Linked DNA regions of Oryctolagus cuniculus: region 2 is linked to region 1. The links are chromatin contacts, called in public Hi-C maps. All regions are on one chromosome and are shown on one strand. Each heading gives the region's core, a stretch centred on a gene start, on an enhancer-like site or on the middle of the called end of the contact. The rest is flanking DNA. Distances are from core to core; before and after follow the strand shown.

Region 1 (5,161 bases), core at 1,990-4,489:
CTACTTGATTACACGGTGACATAGAGCCCTCTAGTGGGTATTTAATGTTACACACACAGAGAGGCGGGGGAGGGGGCAGTGAGGCTTGTTTCATTCATTGTTCCATTCATTTATTCAATGTACAAATGCTAGGTGGGTGCCTGCTGTGTTCCAGGCACTCTCTAGGTGCTGGGAGTTCTGGGCCAGCCCCGCACTGGCGCCAGCAAAATATCCTGCATTAAGGAGCTAGGAAGATGAAGGGGACAGAGGGTAGGAGCTATCTGGGGCAGAGATCAGGAGGTTGACTTTGAACCTGTGAAGTGTGAGATGCACAGTAGTATTTCAAGCAGAGCAATTAGGGGCAGAAAACACAGTGCAGGGGCTGGCTGCTCCACTTCCCATCCAGCTCGCTGCTATGGCCTGGGAAAGCAGTAGAAGATGGCCCAAGTCCTTGGGCTCCTGCACCTGCGTGGGAGACCTGGAAGAAGCTCCTGGCTCCTAGATTTGGATCAGCACAGCTCCGGTCATTGAAGCCAATTGGGGGGTGAACCATCGGATGGAAGATTCTCTCTCTCTCTCTCTCTCTGCCTCTCCTCTGTGTAGCTCTGACTTTCAAATAAATAAAATGAATCTTTAAAAAAAAAAACCACACACACACACACAGTGCAAATAGTCTCTTGTTGGAGATTACACCAAATGCAATTGAAAACTGATGCGCCTGTGTAGGCAGTGAATGGGGCTCCAGGCATGGGGAGAGCCATTACATAGAAGTTCCCGGGTTCATGGGGCTGCCCCTGCCCTTGTTCTCTGTCTAAATCTCCTTGTTGACTTCTCATTTCTCACCACAATTTGTGATGGTTGAGTTTTTTTGTGTACTTACATTGCACCCTCCAGCCCTGTAAGTCTGTCCTACCACTGTGGTATCCTCAGCATCCAGTAGGGCCTCAATTTATATCTGTTGAAGGAGTAGTTTTTAATGTAATAGGGCGGATAAGATGGACCCGGAGGAGAAGCTAGTATTAATAGCATTGTCTACGGCAAGTTCTCAGTGCGTGAGGAGCACGGTCTTGACTTGGGAATCACCAGAAGACAGCAGTGGATCAAAGCCAATCTGGCAAAACTTCAGGGAAGAAACGGCATGAGTTGAATCTTGAGGAATGGCTGGAGGGGCGGGCATTCAGCATAGTGGTGAAGGGACCACTTGGGACGCAGGGTATGCGTCCCATACCGGAGTGCCTGCTGCCAAGTCCTGCCTCTGCTCCTGGTCCCAGCCTGGACTTAGGGCCTACCCCGCAGGGAAGCAGGCAGTCAGATTCCTGCCATGCACACGGGAAGCCCAGGCTGAGTTCCCAGCTCCTGCCCAGCCTCAGCTATTGCAAGTATTTGAATTTGGGGAGTGAATCAGCAAATGGGAGATCTCTGTCTCTGTCTTTGCTTTTCAAATAAATACATAAATATTACCAAGAGTTGATGGGCTATGGAGACAGGAAGCAATAAGGGCATGGGAATGTAACACGTTCCTGTTGGACGCCCACCTGATCCTCAGTCACCGATGTCTCTATCCCGGGGTCTAGAGGGTTCTGGGGCAGTTCTGCCCTTCCCCCATCCAGAAATGAGGGGCGACTGTTGACCAGTCGTTAGCATTTTGTCATGTCATGCCTCCACCACCCTTTATTGTGGTCACTGTGGCTCCACTCTCTCTTTGTAAGCAAACACCAAGCATATCAATGCCTGTCATACCTGCTTCATAGTAAGGACTCAACAAATATTTTCTGGATGAGCAGTGCCTACAGGCCACATTCCACTCCTGGAATGACTCCTTCCCAAATATTTTGTCTCCGCCATAGAGCAAAGGGCATTGGAAAACCGAGTATCTGAGGCTCCCTCCAAATCCTTGCATAGTTCTTAATAAACAGCTTTCTCCAATTTTATTTTTAAGCTTTTTTATTTTTATTTGTTTGAAAGGCAGGGTGACAATGAGAGAGAGATAGAGAGAGAGAGAGAGAGAGAGACAGATCTTCCATCCACATGTTCACTCCCCAAATGCCCACAAGAGCTAGGGCTGGGCCAAGCTGAAACCAGGGGCCAGGAACTCCCTCTGCGTCTCCCACCTGGGTGGGAACAGAAACAGAGTAGCAGGGACTCCACCTGGGACACTGATTTGTGATGCAGGCATCCCAGGAGCCTGGAGAGCAGCTCCTAGGCAAAGCGTATCAGCAAATATTTATTGCTCACCTACCATAAGCTCCTTTCCACACCATACTGAACAGATATCTAAAGAATCTTGACCTGCTTACACACTGCCACGCATTGGCTTCAATGCTCCCCGACCCAGCCCTCGCTGGGACTCTGGGACAGTTTCACTGGGCTGGGAGAGCTGAGAATGCTCACTTCTGCGGGTGCCCTACCGTGGCTCATTAAGTATTCTCAGTTGAGAATACTTAATACTGGAACCCAGAAAACCTATTTAGTAGCTTCTTTTAAAATAATTTTTAAAAATAATTTTAAAATAATTTTTGGTAGGAAGCTGCGCCTGCCTCAGAGCCACTATATGCATGGCTCCCCCCACGCATCAGGGACTTCCGACCTCTCCCCCAGGTTTGTGCACGTCTGCGTGTGGAACAGGCCTGCACGCTGCTCGTCCCTCCACCAGGCCACGCGCGAGGCCGAAGTCAACACCAGGAGCAGCCACTGTTTTTGTGCTGATGGGTCTGATCTCGGCTGTTGGGCCTGAAGCAAGGGGTTTCCGCCTCCCGGGCTTGGGAAACAGCAGGGATGCGAATTCCCGCTCCCCAGGGCGCTGTGGACGCCACGCGGGGACTTCGGGCGGTCCTGCCGCAGCGGAAGCTGTGACTCCTTCCGAGAACAGCTCGGTTCCCCTTTGTACTCAGTCTCCAGCGCGGCCCCGCCCAGATTCAGGGTACCAGAGGAGTCGCGAGGGGTCAGAGTGCAAAGGTCAGAAGGCAGTTGGTTGAGGGTCTCTGGAAAGGTCCCGAACCTCGGTTACCTAGGCGATCTCAACCGGAGGGATATTGTTGCTAAGACCCACCTGCCTTCCGCGTTTTCTTTCCCTAGCCCTTCCTTTGGTTTAGCTCCGCCCCCTCCTCCCCTAGAAGGAAGTCCACGCTGAAGGCGAAGCCGACGCGGTTGCCTAGCGACACACTTTTCCCAGGATGCCTAGGGTGTTGTGATCGTCTCAGCCAATCAGAGGGACGAAGAGACCTCGGCGTCCACCAATAGATTGCGAGATCCGGGCCCGCGACGGTTAAACCGGGCCGAAGGCCGGGGAGCGGGTCGGGGCAGCCTGGGGGGGTTCTCCGGGGTGCTGGCCTCAGCTCTGTGGCCGCGGCGCGACCTGCCGGGGGGAGCGCGAGTCCGGCGACGGGCTCGGCCATGCCGTCCCGGGTGGAGGACTACGAAGTGCTGTACACCATTGGCACGGGCTCCTATGGCCGCTGCCAGAAGGTCCGGAGGAAGAGCGACGGCAAGGTGAGCGCGGGCCCTTCCCTGTCCCCGCCCCGGCGGAGGTTTCGTCCGCCCGGGGCCGCCCCGGGGATCCGCGGGGCCCGAGGCTGTTGGGCGCCGGGAAGGTTCAGCCCTCTCTCCAGGCGTGCGCTGACAGCTTGTCCTGCGGGGCGGGAGACTTCGTCCTTTGAAAAATATATATATAATTTTTTTCCCATCGTGTCCCCTCTTCTCCCCTTTCCTCCCTTTCTCCTGCTTTGACCTGCCAAGGGCTTCCCTTTGGTGACAGGCAGCTGACCCCTGAGCTGTTTGTGGAGAAGATTGACCCTCTTGGGACCAAGGGAACCTGACATTTACATATCATTTAAATAATAGCAATTCTCCGGATTTGGGGGTGGGCGTTTCCCGATGTGTGTAGGTGGATCTTGTACAGAAGGAGACGTTGCCGGGGAAACTGCCCGCTGCTGAGCCCTGGGAAAGCGTGACCAGTCGCAATGCTCAGGGGCTTTGCCATCCTCCCACGGACAGCTCATAGGGGCGAGGTGGGAGGCCTAGTGCACCCCCTTCTCTCCCCCCGACCCCCAACCTGCAAAGCATCTTTCACTGCTCAAAAGCTGGAGAAAGGTTGAGGATGGCAACACAGGACTCTACCTTTATTGCACTAAATTAGATGATAATGACCTTGGCTTTTGTAGGCTATATTTTAAAGGGAGGTGAGTTCTTCACATGTTGGCGCTTTAATTCTTTTTGAAAGAATGGGAAGTTTATTCAGACCTTGGCCATTCTGGTTCCAGATATTAGTTTGGAAAGAACTTGACTATGGCTCCATGACAGAGGCTGAGAAGCAGATGCTTGTATCTGAAGTGAATCTGCTTCGCGAGCTGAAGCATCCGAACATCGTGCGCTACTATGACCGCATCATCGACCGAACCAACACGACTCTGTACATCGTGATGGAGTACTGCGAAGGAGGGGACCTGGCGAGCGTGATTGCCAAGGGAACCAAGGAGAGGTAATCTGGAACTGGCAGCTGACGTGGGCCTGCTCGCGTTTCTGTTAAGCATCTTGTGATAGTGGAAGACTTCTTGTATTTTGTGAGTCCATGGTATTTTAGGAAATTCCTGGCATGGCTCAACACCCAGGTTTCACATCAAAATAACATTTTCCCCGGGGCCAGTGTGTGGCATGATGGGATAAGCCGCCGCCCGCGCTACCGGCCTCCCATATGGGTACTGGTTGGAGTCCTGGCTGCTGCTCCACTTCTGATCCCAGCTCCTTGCTAATGTGCCTGGGAAAGAAGAGGAGGATGGCACAAGTCCTTGGGCCTCTACACCCACATGGGAGACCTGGAGGAAGCTCCTGGCTCCTGGCTTCAGCCTGGCGCAGCCCTGGCTGTTGTAGCCATTTGGGGAGTGAACCAGTGGAATGGAAGACCTCTCTCTGTCTCCTCTCTCTCTGTAACTCTGCCTTTCAAATAAAATAAATTTTTTTTTAAGAATTACTTTATTTGAAAGACGGAGTTGCAGAAAGTGGTAGAGCCAGAGAGAGGTCTTCCATTCTGCTGGTTCACTCCCCAAATGACTGCAACAGCCAGAGCTGAGCTGATCTGAAGCCAGGATCCAGGAGTTTTTTCCAGGTTTCCCACACAGGTACGGAGCCCCAAGGGCTTGGACCATCTTCCACTGCCTTCCCAGGCCATAGCAGAAAGCTGGATTGG
Region 2 (5,161 bases), core at 1,519-4,018, 530 kb before region 1:
TACTAACCAAACACTATAAATAAAATACTGCACCTTCAACTTGTTGAACCAAATACCACATATCTTAGATGATGACTGACTCTATGCATATATTTCCCAGGCTTTTACAAGCAAAACATACAAAGCTACATCTCCTGGTTAAAACTAGCCATATGTTTAGTATTAAATTATTTCTATTAAAAAGTGAATATATCAATGAGTACAATACTAAAGGAACCAAAATAATTTATAATAACAAGCTAAATAAACATGAAAAAAATGCTAGCACCAAATCTTGGAAATGCAAAAATAATTTGATAATTTAATGGAAAAAAAAATCAGTATAAAAGTAACCATGATGTTTTAATTAAGTGTAAGATATAAAATCTATGAATAGCAATTCAATGTCCTGGTTGGAAAGATGATATTCTTTTATAACTGTGACATGGCTCAAGAGTTTTAAAGTCTTGGCAATGCCTACCACTGTGGTCTACCACTGACTACCCTATGCAAATTTTAACAATTTTTGTATGCTAAACAGCAATCAAGTAACATGCACAGATTAAATGCGTCTTAAAATCTCTTTTCAAAAGCCTGTTTGATTTGGGCTGGGGGATGTCCTTGATTTAGAAACACCCGAAAAGGCAGGGCAGTGTAGGGTTTGAATGGGGTTCCAGAACTACTGCAGGTCAACTGTGATTTGATCTGGGGTTTTCTTTAGACTCCTTGCCAAGCTAAGGCTGGATTCACAGGCCCAAAGACAAATTGAAACCAGACTGGCCTTGAGGGGATTGTGGAGCTTTTTTCAAATGGTTTGAGAAATCTGAACATTTATCTCTTTAATTTCCCAGCCTTACAAAACATATGATTCAGGTTTCCATTAAGTTTCTCTTGTTGCAGAATTTTGTTGGATGTCTATGAGCACTGTCATCTGACTCCATAACGACTTCTGTCTCATACAACGCAGATATTGAAATTGTAAAATTAAAAGTTAGTAATTCACAATGAATAAACTAGAACACCAAAAAAAAAAAAAAAAAAGAAAGAAAGAAAAAGAAAAAACTTACTGAAAAACCTCTGAATCTAGTGGGAAAAGTAAGTGAGCCAAAAAGAGTGCCAAGCACTTCTGCAAGGCATTAGGCACGGATACCAATTTGAATCACTGTACAAACCTACAAAGTCTGAATTACTGCCCGGGAACCAAGTTCCCGTTCCACCGCAAAGCAACACCAGACTCCCTTACACGTCCTCACATCGATCCTCTGTACCGTCTCAAACAATCGGGTATTTTCAGCTAACGATTCAACAAATAAGATCCTACACCGGTCCGACTTTTAGGCTTTTTCCTTATTAAAAACAAACAAACAAACAAACAAACTCGTGCACGTGAGGGCCAGCTGAACTCTCAACCGCTGTTTGCATTTGGATTCCAGGTCCGATGACTCAAATACAATCCATGGGGCGGGGAGTGGAGACCGGCGTGGGCGCCGACGGTAACAGCCAAAGTAAAGGTGGAGGAAGAGGGCCGCAGACAGGGGCTGAGACTTGGAAACCGGAGGAAGGCAAGGCAGGTCGCGGAGGCAAGATGGGTACAGAAAGAGGAGTGAGGGAGAGGAAAGAATTCTACCTCGCGGGACGCAGTCCCCAATCGGAAGCGCAGGTTAAGCCAGCGCGCAGGTGGGCAGGGTGCTGGCCTCGCCCCGGTGGGAAGTTAGGGTGAATCCGGGAGCCGCGAGAAGCACCACTCCGCAGCCTACACGTTTGCACTACAGGCGGGCGGGGGTCGCGGCGCGCACTCCGCGAGCCCCGGGGGAGGAAATGGCTCTGCGGCCGCCAGCGCTCGCCGGCCGGGGCTGCGCCCTCGGAGCTTACCTTTGAGCTGGGGCAAGGGGGAGAGCTCCGCCTGGCTGCCCTGGCTGCGGAACTGCGACGAGCCCTGGGAGCGCTTCTGCTTCTGTGCCTTGCGCACCGATTTCCGGGTGAAGCCGTCCACTTTCTCCGAGGCCGAGATGGCGGCGCTGGCAGCCCCCGCCGGCGGCGGCGGCGGCGGAGGCGACGACGACGACGACGACATCTCCGCGGCCCTGGCGCCTGGCAGCTCCGGCTACTGCTTGCACCGCGCGGGGCCGCGGCGGCGACGGCACGAGGAGGAGGAGGCGGGGGAGAGGCGCGGAGAGCTCGCGGCCCTGCGCCCCGGACCCCCGGCCAAACCGCCGTCCGGCTCCCGGGCGCCGCCGAGCTGCTCCTCGCCGCCCGCCAACGCCTCACGGCCACATCTCAGCGCCGGAGGCTCCTGGTCCCCGCCGCGCGGCGAGCTCCGGGGCTGAAGAAGTTGTTGACTCCGGGCGCAGAGGGCGGGTGGAAGGGGGAGCAGCCTGAAGTTTGGACAACTGAGGCGAGGGCACAGAGGTGCGGACGCCGGGCGCGCTCCTCGTCCCCTCAGTCCTGCTGACCAGCCGGCCGGCCGGCTAGCACCTCAGCGGCCGCTGCCAGCGCAGCCCTCCCCGCCGGGAGCCTCCTCCGGGGCGCTGCCGTCGCGGGTCCCCTCGGAACCGCCGCCGCCGTGCCCGCTCTCCCCTGTCAGCGCCAGCCCCTCATCGCCCGGGGCGGTGACCCGCTGCCCGGGCCCTCGGCTCGCACGCGCCGCCGGCTGCGCCCAGCAGTCCGAGCCCCCTCCCCCACGCGCCCGTCGGCCGCCCACGGAGAACCCCCGGCGAGCGACCGCTACAACTTGAGAAGGTGGTTGGTACAAGCAGAGGGCGGGAGTGTGTGCGTGTGCGCGCGCGCACGAGGGCGCGCGGCCCGGGGAGGGGCCTCGCGGAGGGCGGGGAGGGAGGGGTTTGACTGACAACTTCCGCGGGACCCCGCCAGCCTCGGGATGCTCCGGAGAGGACAGGGGGCGGGAAAGCATGCCAGTCTCCTCAGCCAATCGGAGCGCTAAGCGGCAGGAACCCTGTGAGGCGTGGCCTCCCGGGCGGTCTATCAAGTGTCCGAAGGCGGTGAGGTGAGGCAGGGATGTAGGGCGTGGCCGTGTGACGAGCTTCAGTCGCGGCCAATCAGAAGTGAGAGTGGGTAGCGGGGTGCCGTCTGCGTCACAGCCGCGTAACTAATTCTTTTGGGAGGGGAAGTGCCCCTCCACCGCGGGTACTTTCGCACGCCTGCGCGACGGCCCGGGCTATAATTGCCTCCTGACAACCTATGAGAAGACCAGAAAACTAGAGGGGCAGTTCAGAGAGCACACAGAGTTCCCTCCCCTCCCCTCGCCTCTCTGCTGGCCAATAAGGCGCTGAAGCGACGGGTAGGGAGTTAGGGGGCCCGGAAGAGCGCCAGGTGTTGCGTCACTGCGAAGGGGCGGGGCAAAAACCAGGGTGGGCGGTGGGACGGTGTGATAGGCTGGTGAAGATCCCCGGGGAAGGCGAGGTCGTGAACTCGGCCAATCAGCGTGAGGTCCTGGAGTCTTTGGGCGGGCCTTGGAGCCACTCTGACCCTAAACCGCGTACTTGGTAGTTGGGGAGTGAGTTTGTAGCTCGGGTGTTTCAGGCACCGTTTGCTTGGTTTGGACAGAGTTCTCTGCACGTCAGCGCCCCCCCACCCCACCCGCCAAGAGGTGTCGCATTCCTAGCTTAGTGTCCCGCGACTGTTTACCCCCTCAGGCGAGGCCTTCAGCTAGTCCAGCGCGCCGAGCGTGAGTTCGCTGATCGGTGGTTTGTGGCTTGGCGGCTTGCCACTAAGATCCCTTCCTTGAAAATGCTAGGTTTTAAATTTCTTAGTTTCCTGGGCAGTGTTTTGTACATAATGATGCATAATAAAGCGTACGTGAGCTGAGCCGTCTGTCTCCCTTTGCGTCGTCCTACCCGCGCCTGCAATCCTCTCCCGCCAGCATCGGCTCTTCCTTTGACGAAATGGAAATAGCGGCCATGGAGTTCTGCAAAGCTACCTGATGTGCATGCCCGGAAGACCCCAACTTTGTGGCAGGAAGGTGAACTCCAGACCTAGGACCAAACATACTGTCCTCAAACAGCTCACCCTTCAGATTGGCTGGGTGGCGGACCTGCGATGAGCGCCCCACCCCCCACCAAGGAGATTCACACCTCAGCAGCGTCCCTGACACCTCCCTCATCCAGTCAGGCTCCGGATCAGGATGACTCTGCCTTCCCAAACGTTGAAAACCAGGTCCTCCTCACAATTTGCACGGGCGACCGCCAAGTATGGTTCAGGGCTTCCATGCTCACTGCCTGATCGGTCTCGTAAACAGCTACTTGTAACCAACCACCTGCAGAACAGAGTCAAAATTCGGTAAAACTCCTAGTGGTTATGCGGGGTGTACACCACACTCTGTGTCTACATAGTTCTTTTCTTCGCTTCAGTCACATCATTGCGCATAGTGATCTTCTAAAAATAATTGTGCATCCTTGACGCTTAGTCTTTGCTGTTCCAACAGCTTGAAATAATCCGTCCATTCCTGCCCCTCTCCATCTTGTTGAGACCAATCTTTTCTCCCAACCCCAGCTCAACTTCTGAAGCCGGTCATAAAATCTGGTCAGAAGTGAAGAGTCCCTTCTTTGTTTCCTCTTGCACTTATTATCCACATCATTCACGGGGCCTGTCATCACACGTGGAGATAGCAGCGTGCCCCTTCTCCTCTGAGCATTTCTAACTGTCACCAAGAGAACGAAAACTCAGTTACTTAGTTAGTTTACACTTCTGTATCCCCCACTGAGCACAGGACAGATACGCAATACATAATACAATTTTTAGTACTCAACAGCAAAGTTTCTGAAAATGTGCCTGTTAGATCACTCACACCAGAATCCTCTGGGATATTATTTAAAATTCAGATTCCTGGACCTCTCCCTAGACACACAGAACCAGAACCTATGGGAAGAGCACTCAGAAATTATTTTTAATAAGCTCCCAAGTCATTCTTATGCAAACAAAAATATTGGAACTACTGTTCTGTAGTCATCTGGGTATTATTAAAAATAGATTGTAAATGTGTAGAAGAAGTCAGGGATAGTTCTATTTATAATAAAGATAATTTACATGAGGCTGGCACTGTGGCATAGCTGGTAAAGCTGCCACCTGTGGTGCCAGCATCCCCTGTGGGCACCCGTTCATGTCCCAGCTGCTCCACTTCTCTTCCAGCTCCCTGCTAATGGCCTTGGAAAAGCAGTGGAAGATG

The links. A called contact is a pair of places that touch in the nucleus more often than the background predicts.
Region 2: a Hi-C map of an unstated tissue shows a contact between it and region 1, with 4 times the contacts expected there. The contact joins the promoter of PPP2R5A here to the promoter of NEK2 in region 1. A contact is called at or near these places in 2 of 6 Hi-C or Micro-C datasets (skin fibroblasts and an unstated tissue).

Annotation. Positions count from the first base shown.
Region 1 is chr13:26,252,768-26,257,928 of mOryCun1.1, reverse strand. NEK2 (NIMA related kinase 2) reads left to right here and starts at 3,239. Exons shown (of 8, transcript XM_002717530.5): 1 at 3,239-3,468; 2 at 4,239-4,456. The coding sequence starts at 3,373.
Region 2 is chr13:26,785,457-26,790,617 of mOryCun1.1, reverse strand. PPP2R5A (protein phosphatase 2 regulatory subunit B'alpha) reads right to left here and starts at 2,768. Exons shown (of 12, transcript XM_017347800.3): 1 at 1,852-2,768. The coding sequence starts at 2,053.